Regions from separate parts of the Mus musculus genome. Here all the other regions are linked to region 2. The links are chromatin contacts, called in public Micro-C and promoter capture Hi-C maps. All regions are on one chromosome and are shown on one strand. The core of a region is the stretch at or near the end of the contact, and the rest is flanking DNA. Distances in the headings are between cores, read along the strand shown. Region 1 has its middle 19 kb from the start of Gypa. Region 2 holds the start of Mmaa (methylmalonic aciduria (cobalamin deficiency) type A). Region 3 overlaps Ttc29 (tetratricopeptide repeat domain 29).

Evidence for each region. Promoter capture Hi-C pulls out the DNA fragments that hold promoters and counts their contacts. Hi-C and Micro-C count contacts between places; a contact is called where the count stands out from the background.
Region 1: a Micro-C map of granulosa cells shows a contact between it and region 2, with 4 times the contacts expected there. The contact joins the enhancer-like site here to the promoter of Mmaa in region 2. A contact is called at or near these places in 12 of 39 promoter capture datasets (the 3T3-L1 cell line, 3T3-L1-derived adipocytes, the C10 cell line and 7 more), 13 of 484 Hi-C or Micro-C datasets (the 3T3-L1 cell line, 3T3-L1-derived adipocytes, the G1E-ER4 cell line and 10 more) and 2 of 115 datasets of contacts at active chromatin or transcription factors (astrocytes and large pre-B cells).
Region 3: a contact with region 2 is called in a promoter capture Hi-C map of hippocampal neurons, with 14 times the contacts expected there. The contact joins the enhancer-like site here to the promoter of Mmaa in region 2. A contact is called at or near these places in 14 of 39 promoter capture datasets (the 3T3-L1 cell line, 3T3-L1-derived adipocytes, HPC-7-derived erythroid cells and 9 more), 13 of 484 Hi-C or Micro-C datasets (the 3T3-L1 cell line, the HPC-7 cell line, the N1E-115 cell line and 8 more) and 1 of 115 datasets of contacts at active chromatin or transcription factors (astrocytes).

Annotation. Positions count from the first base shown.
Region 1 is chr8:80,472,643-80,476,945 of GRCm38.p6, forward strand. No RefSeq gene overlaps it. Among named protein-coding and RNA genes, the nearest start is that of Gypa, 19 kb to the right of the region's middle. Within about 2 kb of position 2,554, at least 8 of the 459 cell types and tissues checked have an H3K27ac peak or open chromatin away from gene starts, as enhancers often do.
Region 2 is chr8:79,293,357-79,297,880 of GRCm38.p6, forward strand. Mmaa (methylmalonic aciduria (cobalamin deficiency) type A) reads right to left here and starts at 1,605. Exons shown (of 7, transcript NM_133823.5): 1 at 1,558-1,605. It overlaps Gm4890 (predicted gene 4890), which reads left to right and starts at 1,722. Exons shown (of 2, transcript NR_045823.1): 1 at 1,722-2,151.
Region 3 is chr8:78,230,854-78,235,137 of GRCm38.p6, forward strand. The region is part of intron 5 of Ttc29 (tetratricopeptide repeat domain 29); the gene reads left to right. Among named protein-coding and RNA genes, the nearest start is that of Ttc29, 20 kb to the left of the region's middle. Within about 2 kb of position 2,873, at least 7 of the 459 cell types and tissues checked have an H3K27ac peak or open chromatin away from gene starts, as enhancers often do. A contact at or near this core is called in hippocampal neurons, where this site is marked.

The sequences.
Region 1 (4,303 bases), core at 1,304-3,803, 1.2 Mb after region 2:
ATTAGAAAATATAAAATATCTTTCATATGCTTCCTAGTTCAAAAAGACTGTAAGCCTGGCCTAAGATTTCCACCAGTCTTCCCAGATTTCTCTTGCCCACTATACAAATGTAAGTGAAACTGACATTAGAATAAATAAATCCTGAAGATACGTGGCCTATATTTTATTTGTTTAAAGTGCCAGTGTTATACCTAAAGAGAGCAAGTGGTTCCCTTCCTAGAATGACACAGATCTAGATTGAATCCTTGGATTATCTACCATCACGCTGGAGAAACCTGTGGGAAGCTCATCTGATGCTTAAAAGTCATCTCAGAAGGGATCCACCGAGTTTATCATCACCAAGGACTAGTCCCAGGACTGTCTTCCCACGCAGGAAGAAGACCCTGGCAGACACTACTGAAGGCTGAGCTGTCACCTCCAAGCATTTCAGAACAGGAATAGTGGGTTTACGTGGACCCATGATCATCTGTCTTCCTTTATACTATAGTGAGTTTGAACACTGGACAGAAGATGAGCAAACTAAAGCTGGACATTTCATAAATACAGTGACAGAGTGCCGTGGGCAAAGGTAGAGGGTAGAAACAAAGATGTGGCTGGTTTTGGTCTTTCTCCTTTACCTCAAACCAAGTAAAACACTCATAACAATATATTTATGCATATGAAACAATTAAATATTTATAGATTATCTCTTGTCTGTTAGGCACTGAACTCATCTGAGTTCTACAAAGAAGGAAGAGGAGGCAGAGCAAGTTCACAATATCAAGAAGCATGCATGCTAAAATGAGGATCAAAAGATAAGGTAATACAAAATTGTTCTAAATTATCATATAGAAATGAGCAGGGTAAATAAAATCAAAGACATAGAGGGAAATATGATATGATATAGTAGATATGATATGACATGGCAAACGTTTAATGGGCACGTGATGAGATGGCTTGTTATGATGGCTAGGGCAGAAAATGAGGAGACCCTTGAAGCATGTTGGACTTTCCAAGGAGTAACACGGAACAGCTGGCCCCTTTAACAGTGCTGTATGAGTCACTTTATGCCAGACTGTTAAGGAAAGAAACACTGGCTGGTGGAAAAAGAATGGTCTCTGAGATTAAGGACATGGTGCAAAGAGAGGCTTTCACTTACTATTTTTGGTAAATCATGAGTGAATTTGGCCTCCAACTTTTCATTCACAAGGTGAAGACATCAACCTTATTGGGTTACTATAAGGTTTATATAAGATAATGCATTCAAGTTACTAATTCTTGTATTGTAAATATTAATTAAATATTATCATCACTCCCTCCACATGTGGTCCTGGGAATGAAAATGTAAATGGAAGGAATTTATTTTTCTCTCTTTCCATTCTTCTTCTAGATAGACAACTTTCATGTCTTATCTTTTTCATGGACTTATCTTTGACCATCTCAGAAAGCCCTACTTCCCAGTGAGGACGGTGATGAGACAATAAAAACAGTCAGGCTTTCTAAAAGAAGATTATAGCAAGCCAGGGCTTGTCTGACTCAGCCCACCTTGGATGCTGTGTTCGAGTATTAAGGATTTGATTGGTAGTTCTTGGCTGTGAAAGTTTGAAAGATGAACCTGTAACTTAGCATCTCTCTGCCTTATTCTGACTTGCTATTACTCATTCATTTCATGTAAGCTCTGATGTAGTAGTCACCATCTGTGCCAGTGTGGAGGAAATGAAGTTGGGGGACTTCTTTTCACTTCTCAGACTAATCTTCATGGACTATCTGCCTAATTTGTGGTTTGAATGTGACTGAGATGTTTCTGCATTCCATGGTCTGCTTTGGTGCAAGCGTCTGTCCAAAAGTCCAACTATGCTTTTGAATCTTGACTTAGCCCATGCCCTAGTGTCTGACTTCCTCCTGTGTATTCCTTTATATATGACTGAGAGTAGCCCCTCATGGAACATGTTTATAACCATAGTGCATGAATGAGCTAGATGTATCTTCTCAACATAGCATCTTAAGAGCAATATCCTCAAAGCTCTTTCCTTGCCTGGGGCAGACTTTGGTGATTTTTCCATCTACCTCGAAACCCACCTGCTCAAGCACACAATATGCCATAGGTTGTTAAACATATCATTGGTGTCTATATCACAAGTGGCCTTGTAAATCCCTTCACAGGATGCAGTGGTCTTATTGTGTGAGTGATATGCTGGTAGAGATGTCTAGAACTTTTTGGGCTTCATACTAGCTCATCCATCCTTCTTAGAAATCACATAACATCTTCCATGATCTTTGGATCTTTCCTGCATCCAGGTCTGTACCACAGACTCCAAGGAACATCTTAGTGACATTTCAAGGAAACAGATTATCCAAGAGCATCCTTGTCATGGTATCATTTGGATCTCTAAACTTTAAAAGAGCAGCAGAACATTTTATTCTCTGATTCAGCAGAAACAAAAGAATCTGAATCTGTTTCCTGGAGAACAGCTCATTTTCAGTAGCTGCAAAGCCCTAGTCTGCTGCCTCCCCTTGGCTGGCCCTGACAGCTCCCCTTAAGCTCCGCCCCTTCTCTTTCAGCATCTTGCTTCAAGTCAATCCACCACGCAAAGAAGCTTTCAGGAACATCTGCACTCTCTCATGCGGGAAGACAAGCAGAGCGGACATCCTGCAGAAGGAAATACCAGTAAATAATAAAATACCAGGATCGACCTCTGTTGGGTGTCAACAGACGCTGCTCAGGGTTAAATGCGCAGAATCACAGATATGGCCCCATCCATGGAGTGAGCAATTGAAGTTGTTAATGCTGCAGAAAACTGCTGTATTGCTTCTCATGTCTCCAAATGGCAAGCTCTGGTGTACTGTGGCAGTGTCTGGATTTCATGGAGCAAGTGAAATATAAACATTTGCAGCAACTTTTCTTTCCAAAACACCTTGAAATTTCTTGTGAATCTTGGACTGTGGTGCAGTTGAATAAGAAAGCATTATGCTTTCAGTCACTATTAAGCATCTAATAAGTATCTGCAGAAAATCAATAGAGTTTGAAGTTAGAAACTTACCTGAGACGCCACCACGTGTAGGCACAAAGTACCTTTCTAGAAGGTGGAAATAAAATTAGTTTCACAGTCACCAACCAGAAGCCTAGTTATTGTCTTTGAATCCATAGACAATACCTGTGCTCTGAGGCGTGTGGATCCTTTCAAATCTCGGCATTCTGATTTTACCTAATCAGATGGAGTTACTGGATTGTGTCACCCTTTGGTTTGGATTGTACATGTTCATACTGAATGTAAGACTAATTAATATTGACTGGTCAATAATTGTTCTGGTATCCTTTAACATTTACAAAGAATGTAATGAGCAAATTTGTGCTAGTTATAAAATTCTTTTTTAAATATTTATTTTTTATTTCTTTTATTTATGTGTGTGTATCTTTATGTGCATATGTCATGTAAGAGTATGCAGAGAAGTCAGATGAGGACATCAAATCCCTTGCAACTAGAGTTACTGACACCTCACTACTAGACCTCCAAACAGGTCTGGAAACTGGTCTTCTGGAAGGGCAGCAAATGCTCTTAATTGCTGAGCCATCTCTGCAGCCCACTATATAATTCCTATAATATGTCAAAATCTACACAGAAAAAAGAAACAAACCATTATTGTTAATATTATTAATTAATTAATATTAATAATATAGATAAATGGTAGCTAATAAGAGGGCTCAGTGGTTGAGAGCACTGGCTGCTCTTCCAGGGTACTGAGTTCAATTCTCAGCAATCACACGGTGGCTCACAACCATCTATAAAGGAATCTGATGCCCTCTTCGGGTATGCAGATGTACATGTAGACAGAATACTCATACAATAAAGGAAGAACATAAATTAAAAATTATCTTAAAAATAATAGACAAACAATACCTGTTATCTATATTGTCCTTTTCCTATAATAATTAAGGTTTTTATTTTTATTTTGCCTTTTCTTTGTAAATTATGGAGGAAGGGTAGGTGCATGTTTCTCTAGATACCCATGGAGGCTGGACAGGGGCATAGGACCGCCTAAGGATGGAGTTAGAGATAGTTGTGTGACACCTGATATGCATGCTGTGAGTGGACCTCTGGTCCACTACAAAAGCATTACGCACTATTTTTTTCTTTTTTTTTGGGGGGGGGGTGCCAGACAGGGTTTCTCTGTGTAGCCCTAGCTGTCCTGGAACTCACTTTGTAGACCAGGCTGGCCTCGAACTCAGAAATCCACCTGCCTCTCCCTCCCGAGTGCTGGAATTAAAGGCGTGTGCCACCACTGCCTGGCACATTATGCACTCTTAACAGCTGAGCCATCTCTC
Region 2 (4,524 bases), core at 355-2,854:
CTCAGTAAGATCCATCTTGGAACATGAATCTAGCTTCTTCTGTTCAAATTCCTCCGCGTCCTAGCACAGTGATCTCCCAAACCAGACCAGGAGTACCTGTGAGAGGGAACGCTCAGGCCCCACTCCAGGCATTCTGACTAGGGGAGTGGGCCCCCACTGCAAGCATTCTTAAGCCTTCTGTGTGACACTGATGCCCTAGAACCAAGTCCAATAGTCTGTTTCTGCTGCACAATTTTCTCATACTCTCCTTTCAGACCTCCTTCCTCTAAGGAGACTTGGTCTTCCAAACCTAGTACTTACTTTCCCAATTTCCCACATTCCAGATTTAACTGGTCTCATCTTTCCTCTTCTACAACATTTCTCCTCTGCTTAAATCCACTCTTCTCTTAAATCCTCTCCTGATGATCCTGGCTTTGGGGAAATCTTTCTTCTCTAAATCAAATTATTCTGAATACTAACTTAGGTGATACCCGGCTCACAGAGGGTGCTTGTTAACTCAACCCAACACCAATCACATTAAAACCAACGGGAGGATCACATAAAAATATAGATACTTGTTCCTTATTCCAGAAAACTCAGATCTCTGTAGAAGACCCGTGGCAATGAATGATTTTAAAGCACTGATTTTAAAGCAATGTTCAACACCTTTCTTACATACAGCAAGACTAAATGTCTACTTTTCCCACATGACATCAATCAGCTGGGGCAAATTCCAACCATTCACTTGCTCCATCCATTCCAAATATATTCTTATGACACCCTCACATTTTGTAATCACCATTTACGTTCCTCATGATTATATAACTTTCCATGTTTATAGTCTCTAATAGGAAACAAAGCCTTAAAAGAACCATCCTAATAAAAATACTATTTCCTTGAATATATTTACTTCGTCAAAGAACTTTCGAGACATTGTAGATAACCCTCCAAACGTTTTGTTTCTCCTGGAAATTGGTTTTCTACTAGCTTAGCCACTTTTTATAGTTTCTTTGTTCTCCAAAATATATGCAAGGGAACTGTTAAGAAAGGCGACAGTAAGAAACCCTTTTCTTAGGCTCTCCTTCATTTTTCAAATGAGAAACATATCTGAAGTTGGCATGTCTTCTGTGGAACGCTACCGGCGCGGTCGCGACGGTGTTTGGCAACCCAGACACCGCTTTGTGACTCCCAGTGAACCCTGCTTTATAACCTGCAAATCTGTATTCCTTCCCCTCTGAGGGGTCTGCTGCTCCCTTCCGCAGGCGGAGCTCCTTAGCACTGAACAGCCTCCGGGCCTGGCTCCTTCCGCGCTGCCCGAGACGAGCTCACAAACCGGCCCACGAGAACCTGACAGCAGCGACTGCGACGCCTTTCTTATGTAAGGAAAAAGCGCTCAGTCCCTTCCAGTCCTTCCTGCAGGCCCCACCACATCCACCCCGCCCCCGACTCAGCCACATCCTCCTCGGCTGCCCCCCGCGAGCCTCCAGGGGGCGCCCCCGACAGCGGGGCTGACCCCGGGCGGAGGACGCACCGCGGCCCCGACTCCTGGCCTCCGCGCGCACCGGGCCCCACACTCACCCTCGCGAGGCCGCGCAGCAGAGCACCGCCCCTTCCGCCCACTGCTCCCGCCCTGCTCGCTCCTTCCGCCGCCGGCGGCACGCAGGCGTAACGCGACGCCCCGCGCAGGCGCAGTCGCTTAGCGAAGGCTGTCCCGCGGCGGGCGCAGGCGCGGGTGGCGGGGTGTGCTTGGGCGGGAAGTGGGTGGTGAGGGCCGCTCTGGGCTCAGCGTTCCCCACCTGGAATGCGTCCTGGCTTCGGCTGGCCCGGCCCAACCCTCAGCGGCCGCGGTGCCCAGGCCCACTCCTTCCGCGCCTGGAAACGTGAGACGGGTCACTGAGGACGACGTAGGCAAACTTTGCAGAGCACGTTGCCACCTGTTGGAGTAGCCGCTCCAGCCCCAGTCGAAATGCACGGCCGAACAATGGCAGTTCTGAGTGGCTCAGGGGCCCACACTTTCTTTAAAACCGATGCACTCGTAGTAATATTTCTTATGCCCCACATCCAGAGGCCTGTGCTCACCACCTCAGCAGTGCCCGGGGAGGTTCGCCAGGCGTGGGCAGGCTCTCCCTTGAAAGCACCTGACCTGGTTCTACCTTGCACTGGGGCTGAATGGTAATTAATTTTTTTATTTGTGTTTTTGAGATAAGGTCTCTCTGGCCGACCTGGAACTCCCTAAAACCATGCTGGTTTACATACTACCTGGCTCTGCCTCACAAATGCTGGGGTTAAAGGTGGGCCCCACCGCGCCACACTGTAGCTAATTTAAAAAAAAAAAAATTACTGAAGTCATGAGACCTACAAATTTCAGGCAGTCCAGAAGGAAAGTGTGTGGAGACAGAGAAAGGTACGATAGTACGTTAAAAACAGGCAGCTTAAACAGCAGCGGTAAGTGCTCCTTTAACTCGTCCACCGTAAGTTTTAAATGTTTAAAAGCAAAGTTGTTGGGACTGGAGCTATGGCTCAGAGATTAACATTAACGTAAGAACATATTGGCTGCTCTTCAAAGGAGCCAGATTGGGTTCCCAGTGCCCACAGGGAGGTTCACAGCCATCCAGTTCCAAAGAAATCACTGCCCTCCTCTGGCCTCTGAGAACACCAGGCACACATGTAGAGCACATTCCTACTTGTAGATACATAAAAATATTTTTGAAAATTAAAAACCAGTGAAACTTTGTACCTAGCAATTATTAAAACATTTACAAAGAAGAAATACAAAATTCATGATACAGTAGTTTTCTTACAATCTGACCTTAACAAATGCTGCACCATGTCTAAGAGCACTGGGAAGGGTTTGGAAATGACCTCGTTATTACAAATATCATATTTAAGTCCATATATTAAGGCTTGGGAATTCACCAACCAACTTACGTAATGCATATAATCTTTTGGTTACTGCTCAGCGCTGTTTGCCATGGTATGTATAAGACTTGTGAGTCTTTGTAATCTGTCAGTTGTGACTTTTTAAATTTTCATTTCAACAAATTTGAGTAGCTGCCAGATACTGTTCAGGCTCCTGGAACGCCTGAGGCTGGCATGCTCAGTCCCTTTACAGCATGGCATCATATTTGCATATAACCTATTTCCATCTTTAATGTGTTTAAAGAACAGGGAGCCAGAGCAGGTGCTATAAGCCTCAGAGAATTGGAAATCACATCAGCTAGGCAACAGAGGGTCAGAATATGGATACTAATCAGATATGCCTTTGTTTCCTTCAAGGGAATTACATGGGAATCTCTTATTGTAATGCATGAACAGAGTAAGTACAGTCATCTATTTGTTTTCTATTACTGCCATAAAAGTTGGTACAAACTTAGCAATTTAAAAGAACAGAAATGTACTGTTTTCTGTAGGTCAGGGTGCAACTAACCCCCTGTGCTGAAGTCAGCTTGTCAGAGGACTTCATTCCTTTCTAGAATCTCAGAGAGAAGAGTGTTAGTTTGTTCTTTCTAGCTTCTAGAAGCCCCTGAGGTGCCTTGGTCTGTAGCCCCTTTCCTCTCCTTTCAAAGGCAGTAGCATCAGTAAAGAGGTCTTTAGTTTTTAGGATTGGTGTAACAAAATTGGGCCCACTTAGGATAATCTCACCATAGCAAGGTCCTTAATCATAGCTCCCACGTTCCTTTGCGTTTTGTAAGAAAATATATTCACAGGCTCTGGTGATGAAAGTGTGGAAATCTGTATTGGGGGAAGCTTTCCCTACCACACCTCTGGCCCCCAAAGAGTCATAATGTTCTTATGCAAAATTCATTCAGTCCTTGTTCCCAGAGGAACTGCATAGTTTCAAAGCATTACAACATCTAAGTCTAAAAAGATTAAATCATGTAAAATTTCTAAATTCAATAAGGGTGAGACTCTGGGTTTCTATCCAGGGCAAAATTATTTCCCATCTGGACCTAAGTGACTAGAAAATAAATTCTCTGCTCCCAAAGTACAAAAATAGTCATTGGAATAAGAGACAGAATTATAAGATGGTTAAAACTATCTCCTATAAAAAAGAGAAGCCAGAGTGGGGAAGCAACAGTCCCAAACAGCCTCAAATCCACCCCAGCAGTCTCCACTCAAAGTCAGGGCTACACCTCTCCTCCGTTCAAATAAGAATGTGATGGCCTTAAGGGTCATTACTCTGCCTCCAACAACCATTGCTATATTCTTTGAATTGACTGTTTTCCTACGTATCTGTATATTTGTCTTACCCACTTCATCTCTCCATTAGCCCACATCAAATGGCTAGTTACCATTAGTTACCTTTAAGTAGACACTTGATCAGTACTTTTGAAGTGCAGCATTTTAAGAAACTGCATTGTAAACCACTTCATGGGAAGTGCAAATATGCCATCTAGTTTCTGTGGAAGGGAAAGAATGCATCTCCGTTTTGTATTCAGGTCACATCTTCTCTGCAGCTAATTTACCCTAAAATCGTTCATTTCTTTCAGGCCCAAAGGCGTTTTTTTCTGGTCATTTCTATGGAATAGGCAACAATGTACATCC
Region 3 (4,284 bases), core at 1,623-4,122, 1.1 Mb before region 2:
ACCTTCCATAACTCAGCCTCTTCATCTGGACAAGCAGATGCAGTGATGGGAAGGCTGGGCCCAGAGTGCTCAAAGGATTATGTTAATTGGTAACAAAAGGCAGTGGAACGCTGTGTAGCAGGGTTGCTAAACTTTTGTCTTACATATTTATATGCACTGGATGTACTTGTACAGGGAGACACTTAGCAATGAGACCAAGAAATTGTGATAAAGGAAAAGAAGTTTTGAGGTAGGAAAAGTGGTTCATCAAGAAGAAAGGGAGCTAAGCTGGAGAGAATGTGATGGCTTGCATTAGAGGCCAGGCTCCAGACTCCTCCACAATTCCCAAGATGGTACTAGATTCTTCACCCACCACCTACCTACCTGTCTATTCCCCTCCCCCCACCTCCATCCCTCTCTCCCTCCCTAGGCTACTCTTCCTGTAGATATTTATCCTTCTGACATACGAGCATTGCAGCTCTGTGAGTGTCCCTTTAAACACCCCTCAGCTGTATCACATACACTTTGAAATGCCTGATTTTGCCTCTCTTTTGTTTGTGGCAAGTGTTTTCTGATTTGCCACTTGATTTTTGTTCTGTTCTGTGACAAACTGATGCTCTGAGTTTCCTTTTTATAAAACTAAATAAAATAACAAAATTAAATTCCAAATTAGCACAGAGAAAGAAATACTACAATTACAAGAAATGTTACAATAAGTGAAGAAGAACAAGAATCTGCAAGATGGAACAGTCAAAGAGACCATCAACCGAAAGTCATTTACAGCTGAAGCAAAAGCTGACAAACCTACACACACACACACACACACACACACACACACACACACACACATATGCACTCACCACTCATATGCACACACACTTACATGCCCACACACTAACACATACGCACTCACATACACATGCCCACATATACACACGTTCCCCCACACACACAAATACATAAGCGCACTTACATACACTCACACATACACATGTACATACACTCAATACATGCACATACACATGTACACACATGCATGCATGCACACCCAAACACATACATATATGCACACATATACATATGAATAAACACCTATGCACACATGTGCACACATGCAGCCTCTCTGGACCCTCCTATGCTTCCCTCATAAATGACCACACAAGTGGAATAGGAGGATACAGAATTTAAGAGAAAAGTCACTATTCAAGCCAATAAACAATTACTAATGCAGAAGTCCAAAATATGTGCCTACAAAGTCACTATACCAAGAGATAGGCTTAAGCACTGGAAGATTTTAGTGGTGACATTACCATAAACCTACCAAGACAGGAAAGTGATTAGAACCCGATTTAAGTATCTGAAGTACATTTTTAAGTGCAGAGGGGTACTATAGTGTATGCAATGTATCTTACATGTGTGTGCAAGACACCAATGTTAAGAAATAATCTTTAAAATCTGTGATTAAATCCACTGTTCCCAAGTCTTTCCCCAAACTGCGGTACCTCTTATTCTCGGGTGTGCTTTCTGGTGCTCCCCCCGCCCACACACACACAAGCATGGTGTTCTGGGTGACTGACTTTTTTGCCTGTCCTGGAGTTGGTGCCACAGCCCTCTTCATGGATTCAGTTGTATGTGGTGCCCCTCTTTGTTCCAAATGCTTTTCTTGCATATTGCTGTTTAGTAGGGATTTTAAAATTGTCACTGGGTCTTCAGTGAGGATTGCACCAAATTCCAATGTTATTCTCCAGTGTACTGCAAAACGTGAAGGGGGTTTTCCCATGTGTTTTTAATAGGTACATATTGCCAACAAAAAGTTTCCTCAGTTTCTACGTTTCTTAGACATTATGGGCTTTTAACATTTTAAAATAATTTTCTAATTTTTTCTGAGGTGATCATAAAGTTTGCTAAGATGATAATAAAATTACTAAATTTTCTAAAATTGGACTATATCCCTCAATTCTGGGGTAAAACCTACTTACATGGTGTAGCTTTGATTTGTTCTCTCTCTCTCTCTCTCTCTCTCTCTCTCTCTCTCTGTGTGTGTGTGTGTGTGTGTGTGTGTGTGTGTTTGTATGTATGTGTACATTTTCATCTAAATCATAGGGTTAACCTGTAATCTTTCTTTTCCTGCCCTACAATTTTATAGAAAACATTGGGAGGTTTAAATCAGATAATTATATGCCAAGCGTTGCGATCAGCATCTGTACATGAAAGACTATGGCTGTTGCTGTAATTAGGGCTGTGCGGCTGCTGTGCACAGCTGCATCTGCTTTTGTGCTCCTGCCTCATTCTTGATAAGGTTCGAAGCGACTTCTCTGTCTTTTATATAAGTAGCTGTTTGTTTTGTGAGATGCCCCCCACCTCCTTCTATTTTATTATCTTTCAGTTTACCCTTGATGTGTTCTCTTCTGCTCTGTCTTTGGTCTAATTTCATTGTGTCTGTTTCGTTATTTCTTTCTGTCACCCTGAGTTGGAAGTGCCTTCCTCGCTCGCTCGGAACGGCTGCTCCCTGTTTTCACAACACTCCTGTGGGAAGCTTCCTTCTGACCTGAGGACGCTTGCTTCTCAGGGATGTGATGTTTGGGCATCTTTAAAACCCCAAATATGTCAAGAGTCCATAAAAGGCTTCACTTTGAAGCAATGAATAAATTAGAGATTTGTTTATGCATTTGCAGACGAATGGTTTTTGTGTGTGCTTGCTCTCTGCTGCTTTCATTCAGTGGAAATGAGGGTTTGAGGAGGGAACCTTGGCTCAGATGATACACCGTGCATGATATAAGCTCATGAAATTTCCAGTGTAGCTAGTACAGCCAACTTTTATAAAAACAGTCTTGTACGTTTTAGAAATTAATCCATGTTGTACATTAATTTGCTGAACAGTTGGCAGACATAGCTTTTGGGATCCAGTCACCAGCTTGCTTGAGTCTGTTATTCCCTTCAGCCGGGTATGTGTTAGCCATGTAATTTTTCTTTTACTGTATCTGTAAGTTTCTGAGAGAAAATTCATTTCAATCACTTTGTCTTCATTGTCCTGTTGATTCTCTACATGTTGAAGCCGTTGCATCTGGTGCATTTTTTTCTGCCTGCCGTATTTCTCAGTGATCCATCCATTTATAGACCTCTGAGCCTTCTGCTCTTCTGATTGTTTTTCTGCTTGAATTCTGTTCTGTGTGCTGTTGATCGTGCTGCGAAGGCTGCCTGCTCGCCTCCTGTTAGCATTTTCAGTGTTGTTCAGGAACTAGAAAGAGACAACGCACTCCCTGCCTGCTCTCTATTTTATGTACAATTTTTTTTAAGTTTGAATTCAACATTGTTTTGTATTCTCAAAAATACCTTCTCCTTGTTTTACAACACTCTTGCTAATTACAAAACTTGATTTTAAATATTGTTAGTCCTGACTAGTAATTTTCTAGATATTCATGATAGCTGCCATAAGGTCAACATGCTATTTATGGCAAGTTATCTCTCCCAGACTCTGTCTTGGCAGAGGGTCAGAATGATCAGTGTCTGTGCTTTTCATTATTGCGCTTCTCACCGCTTTCTGGAAGTTTGATCCCTCATGCACGGGGCCTGCGAGGAGCATTCATCTATCTCTCTCTCTCTCTCTCTCTCTCTCTTTCTCTCTCTCCCTCTCTCTCTCTCTCTCTCTCTCTCTCTCTCTCTCTGTGTGTGTGTGTGTGTGTGTGTGTGTGTGATACTCATCTCTTTATAATGATAATCAAAGAAGGTTTACTCCAAATGCCTTATAACTCTGTCCTTAAGTCTGACAAGGGAAAGCACACCCTGAACTTACCTTTCATGTGGAAGAAAGTTAAAGGATGCTAATGAAAACTGTGTCATTGGTGAGGCAGTCACCTTAGAACCACAAAAATCAGTTCTGGAGTTGCCCTTGAGCATTGAGATGTAACCTGTCTTTTTACTCAATTTACCATAGGTTTGGTTTTTTTTTTTTCCATCTAAAAAATACAAAATGACAGTGGTAAAATGAGCCTACGCTCGTAATGAACTTAATTTTTCAAAAGGAAAAGGAAGAAGTAGGTTTAGCAGAGCCCCTGGGAAAGGGGACAGAGAGGCGGCTGAGGGAGCGAGGAGGTTCTGAAGAGGTGAGGTCTTGTTCAGTTTTCACAGCAAATGTCATCACCTCACTGAAGAAATGTCACACTATAAAAAAAATCAAAATGCAAGTTTTTCTATTTATTTTCATACTAAAGAGCATGAATAATGTTTGGCTGTCATTTTTTAAATTATGTACTTTTTCCTTTTGTGTTTTAAGGGTGTCACATTTCTCCTAAGTACTTGTCAACC